2 separate regions of the Gossypium hirsutum genome follow, and region 1 is linked to region 2. The links are chromatin contacts, called in public Hi-C maps. All regions are on one chromosome and are shown on one strand. Each heading gives the region's core, a stretch centred on a gene start, on an enhancer-like site or on the middle of the called end of the contact. The rest is flanking DNA. Distances are from core to core; before and after follow the strand shown.

The links. Hi-C and Micro-C count contacts between places; a contact is called where the count stands out from the background.
Region 1: a Hi-C map of leaf shows a contact between it and region 2, with 2.6 times the contacts expected there. The contact joins two enhancer-like sites. A contact is called at or near these places in 8 of 34 Hi-C or Micro-C datasets (anther, callus, hypocotyl and 2 more).

What each region holds. Positions count from the first base shown.
Region 1 is chrA11:58,492,555-58,495,254 of Gossypium_hirsutum_v2.1, forward strand. No RefSeq gene overlaps it. Among protein-coding and RNA genes, the nearest start is that of LOC107898726, 100 kb to the right of the region's middle. Within about 2 kb of position 1,332, at least 6 of the 9 cell types and tissues checked have an H3K27ac peak or open chromatin away from gene starts, as enhancers often do. A contact at or near this core is called in leaf, where this site is marked.
Region 2 is chrA11:58,159,126-58,162,222 of Gossypium_hirsutum_v2.1, forward strand. No RefSeq gene overlaps it. Among protein-coding and RNA genes, the nearest start is that of LOC121210435, 48 kb to the right of the region's middle. Within about 2 kb of position 1,521, at least 1 of the 9 cell types and tissues checked has an H3K27ac peak or open chromatin away from gene starts, as enhancers often do. A contact at or near this core is called in leaf, where this site is marked.

The DNA.
Region 1 (2,700 bases), core at 82-2,581, 330 kb after region 2:
ATATAACATAGTATTTGTCAATTTAAATAAATAATATACTTGAAATGAACATTTTATATATATAAAAAACAAAGGTATTTGTATATAAAAATATTTAAAATAAATAAAATATACAATTTAAAATAGGGTTCTTAGAAGAAATATATATACACAAAATAATATAAAATCAATAATATATACAAAAAAACATAATGTACAACACTTCAAAAATGATGATATAAGAAATATTTACATATATATAAGTGTAAAAAAATAACAAAACAATATAGATGATATACCAAACAATATATATATATATGTGAATAAATAATATATATATATATATGTGTGAATAAATAATATATACATAAAAGAAATTAAACAGAAAAATAGTTGAAATGAATAGTATATAGAAAGATTTAAAATAAATAATAATAAAACAGAAAAGTAATAAACAAAGAAATCAAAACAGGGACAAATTTGAGATTAAAATAGAATCTGAGATCTAAAAACTAAACATCACATTAACAAGAGGATCCGAATTGAATGCACGTGAGAAAGAGAGGGACTAACTGGAAATTATCCCCAAGCCCTCAAAAACGTTGCACCTAGGTGCAGGCTAAATTGCAACAACACAGAAATTTCAGGGATTATTTTTAAAAAAACAAATAATATGCAAATAGAGCCAGTCGAAAGCTAGTGCGAAAGTGGGGGACCAATTGCGCAAATCCCCCATTCATGGCCAAAACACATGGTCAAGCTCTTCCCCCCCCCCAAAACACTGTTTCATTTTTCACTTGAAACTAAACCTGCTTAAAAACCCTTTGTTTTTTGCTTTTAAAGAAAACTTTTGTTCTTTCTTTTAAAAGAAAACCCTTAATGCCTTGGAGTATCTCTCAACTCCTTCACCTTCCTCCCTTCTATAATAGCCCAAAATCCGACGACGAACGAAGCCCTCCCCACAGAGTGAGTACGACGGTGAGTCTCCCTCTTTTATATTGTTTACACACAGTAGATAAAAATCAAAGAAAAATAGAAATAAAATTGAAAGAAAAACGAGACCTTAAATCACCTTTGAAGTATATTTTGATTGCTTTCTATTGATTTTGTATGTATTTCGTGTACAATTTCCCTAAAAAAAACAAGAAAAAAAAAGATACCAACAAAATTTGAAGGCTTCATAGCCAAATAAAAATGGTTTCTTGCTGTTTTTTTGTTCAAATTGCAGGTGGAGAGGGGTAATGTGGGGAGTGGGTACGAACATGGAGCGGAGCACACGGGGGTCTTGCATGGAGGTGCTGGTGTTGCGTGTGTGGAAGCTGTCACGATGGCAGTATTGGCGCAAAGGACCCTTCCCCTAGGGTTTCCTGAAAACTGTTAAAGAGATGGGCTACCGGGCCTGCTTTGATTTTGGGTTAGGGGTCTATTTTATTGGGCTTGTTTAATGAAATTGGGCCGGTTTTATTTTGGGTTTATTTGTAAATGGACTCAATTGATGATCTATTTTAATTTTGGTTTTTTGTATGTGTAGCCCGGGTTAAAATTGGGTCTTATAGTCATGTTGGAATACTATTTCTTTTGAATCGATTGTTTATATGTTTAAATCAACTGTTACATAGCACTTCTAATTTTAACTTGGCCCCAAGATTAATATCTTGGCTCCGCCATTGCTCAAAGGTAATGAAGTTAACTTTTTAGAGTTTAATTCGGGTTTTAGAGTTGATTTCATGAAAGTTAATTGCTAATATTATTAATTTTGATTTTTTTATAACTTTGTTAATAGAATAAATTTAGTACTAATCGGGAATATGTTTAATTTTCCGTTTACTTTCTCAAATACAGTCCAATAGATGTGATTTAATTTCAGTTTTGGGTTTGATTTGATGAAAGTTAGTTATTAATATTATTAGCTAATTATGGATATTCATCAAATCAACTCTAAAATCGAAATTAAACACTAAAAAACTTACATTATTATTATCCAGTACCAAAATGTATAAATTTTGTTAAATACGTGTACCTCATTGAACCAAAAAATAACATAGGTACTACATTAGAAAAGAGTGTCAAACTCATGTACCGATTTATGCATTAAAGCCTTTTAGATTCCAGTTTTCTCAGACAATAAGCGATGTATGTATTTGAAAGGTCCCTCTATTATAGAGATATTAACAAATTAGTCTCTTTATTATTAAATAGATCTATTTATCCTCTATACGATTAAAAAGAATAAAATAAGGGCAAAATTGAAATAGAGTTAACATTTATTCTTTAAAAATATCATTTAATGTTTAATTGAATTAATATTTTTAAAGTTTTTATGGTTTTATAAATGAAATCTTTTGTTATTGAACTACAATTGAAACAAAATAATTTTCAAGACATTTTTATGCAAAAAATGTTAACTCTGTTACAATATGAACTTGTTTTTATTCTTTTTATTAGTGTAGGGACTAATTGATCTATTTATTAATAAAGATACTAATTTAGTTTAGTCACTATAATACATAAACCTCCTTAGTGCTTTAACTAATACTAAACACACCAAAAAGGGGGAGGGAGAGAGAGATGACGAAATTTGTGAGAGAAGAGGCATTTTTTTTTCATATATACAAGTTAGAAATTTATTTAACAATGTAGCAGTGTTTCTCATCTATTTAGCCAACCAGCTGAAGTTGGCACATTGAGGGACCGATTTCAATAAAATTTGTGACATGCAGG
Region 2 (3,097 bases), core at 271-2,770:
CGCATATGGCCTTATGATTAGCATCCTTAGGAGAAAGGTGAATTGGGTAGAGAAGAAATACTAACTAAAATTATTGGCAGAATCAGAACAAGCTAGCCAGAAGGAATCAAAATAAATTCTCCATTATTTCATGCCATATTCTCATTAATAATTTAATCTCATAACTCAATCAATTTGCAGCATCTGGTGCCTGCAAGATTATGAGAAATAAAGAGCTGTTTCTGGTACACTGAAATTATTGTACCACCGCGTGGCACTTGGCACATCTTCCTCGGCTTTACATCAACAATTGAAAGCAGCATTCCTGTTGGCTTTGGCTTATTTGGAGCTTCATTTAAATATTAGATTTGTATAGTTAAAATATCACATCATGCCACTAATTATCAGCTATAAATTGCATTTCCTATCATCTAGTGCTTTCATACTATATGCTAATACTATGTACTAGAATGTTTGACACATCTACATTTTTCTCTTCGGATCTTCAAGTGCAAATTATATTTTGTCCTCTTTAGTTAAAAAAATAATAAATTAATTATTATATATTAGATTGAAGAGTAAATTGATCATTCTATTAAAAATTCTATCTATTTTTACTGTTAAAAATTTATCCATGTATGTTTAAATGAGGTACACATGACACGTCATATATAATTGTTTGATTATTCTGTTAGCAATGTCAGAAATGGATGAAATTTTTAGCAAAAATGATCAGTTTTACTCTTTGATCAAATTTAATGGGACTAATTTGCCCATTTTTTTGGGTAAAAGGGCAAAATAAAAACTAACTCTTAATACAATGGCTCCCATTATACTTTTACCCTTTAATTGTTTTTTTTAGGTTAAATTCTGCTATTAGTCTCTGTACTTTGCAAAACTTGTGGATTTATTCCTTCTACTTTTATTTGATTAATTTTAGTCCATGTACTTCTTAATTTGGTCAATTTTAGTCCTACTTTTCAAATTTTGAAATTTTAGTCCTGACACAAAGAGTAGTAGGTAAATTTGTTTTCAATTACTAATCCTTCACTATTCATACAGGTGTAGATTTAGTCCATTTTATCCAATTGGATCATTCTAAGTCCTTATACTTTTCAAATTTTGAAATTGCAATCTTAACGCAAATGGTTGTCGTTAATCTATTAATTGAATCTTTTTAGTGAGTAATATGTGGAAATGATAAGTTAATATGACATTAAAAATATGATAATATGTTTGGCGCATCAAATTTTAAAAATAGCATAACCTTACTTGATCAATTTAACAATTATTGTTTGGTGTGGATAGAAATTTTAAAATTTGAAAAGTATAAGGACTAAAAATAACTAAATAAAAGTATAAGAATTAAATCCATAACTTTTTCTAAATACAGGGACTAATAGCAGAATCATCATCAACATTTCCTTCTGGTTTTATTATTTAAAATTCATAAAGAAAAAGATCAAGGTAATTTTGGGCTGGGTCCAATTCATGGGGAATATAATAGAAACCGAGGGCAATAAGAGCCTAAACCCAGTATGAATTTCAGAAGGGCTGGCCCCTAAGTTATTGTAGCCATTAAACTTGTAACGACGCCTCTGGGCCTACTAAAACTTGGAATTGACTTTTCAAATGGTTTTAATCTCCCAAAGCTCTTTATAATCTTCTAAAATTTAAAGTTTAGTCTTTATACTTTAATTTTGAGATCTTAGTCTCTAATCTCTATACTTTTTTATTTAAAAATGTTATCACATCCATCAGGTTTTCATTAGAATTCATGATGTAGCTGTTAAAAAAAAGGTAAAATAACTCTTTTAGCTCTCAGATTTTTACAAATTTTTGTCAATTTAGTCCAAACTCTTTAAAAGTACATAAAAAATTATAAAAAATATTTAAAAAATATTTTTTTATTTTCAATAAAAATTTATGAAAAAATTAAAGCTCTTTAAAATGGAATTTTTTTTAAAAATCTCTAAATTCATTTTAAATATTTTTGAAATACATGAAAAAAAATAAAAATTTCCAAAAATTGTGTTATTTAATCCATAAATGGTAATAAGGTCTCTCCTAGATTTGAGCTATTTTTTGGTTCATATTAACTCAAATTTTATAAGTTTTTTTTAAAATTTTAGATCAGATAAATTATATATATAATTATTTTTATGTCAATTTAATTATAAAGTATATAAAATATTAGTGTAAAATATTTTAAAATAATGATACAAACTCTAAATCGATTTGAATTAAATTTAAATAATGATAAATATATATTAAATAATATTAATAAATATTTTTTATTCAAAATACACTATACTTTTTAATTAAATAAATTAAGTCTTAACTTATACTAAGTCAATCGATTTATATAAAAATATTTTTGATATATAAATTATTTGAATTAAATAATGATACAAACTTTAAATGATTCTAACTAAATTTAAGATTACGGAGTAAAATTTTTTGGTTCAAAGTATACCATATGGAAATTTCAATACTTAATTTATTAGCTTTATATTTTGTCAAAATGGGTTCATTTTTATATAAAATTCTTTTAATATGGTGTATTTTGAACAACAAATTATATTAATTTTAATCCAAATTTTGAATTAATATAGACCAAAAGAATAGCTCAAAGCTTGGAGACCATATTACCATTCATGGAATAAATAATACATTGTTTGAATTTTTTAAAATTTTATATCTTTCATATATTTAAATTATTTAAAATGGATTTTGAAAACTTATTTTATTTTTTAATTTTAAAGAGTTTTAAAATTTTCACATTTTTATCAATTTTATTGAAAATGTGAAAATTATTTAATTTTTAAAATATTTGTTGTAATTGTTTATGTGCTTTTAGTTTAGACCAAATTAACAAAAAAAATGTAAAACATGAGGCCTAAAAGAGTTATTTTACCTATTTTATAACAACGACATCATCAATTCTAATGGCAAAACTGATGGAGAAACCAAAATTTGAAGTAAAAAAAAGTATAAGGACTCAATCTTTCAAAATTAAAATAAAAGGACTTAATTTTAAATTTCAAAAGGGTATGTGGGCCTTTGGCATATTTAAACATTTCAAATTCACATGCTTTGCATTTTTATATTTTTACTA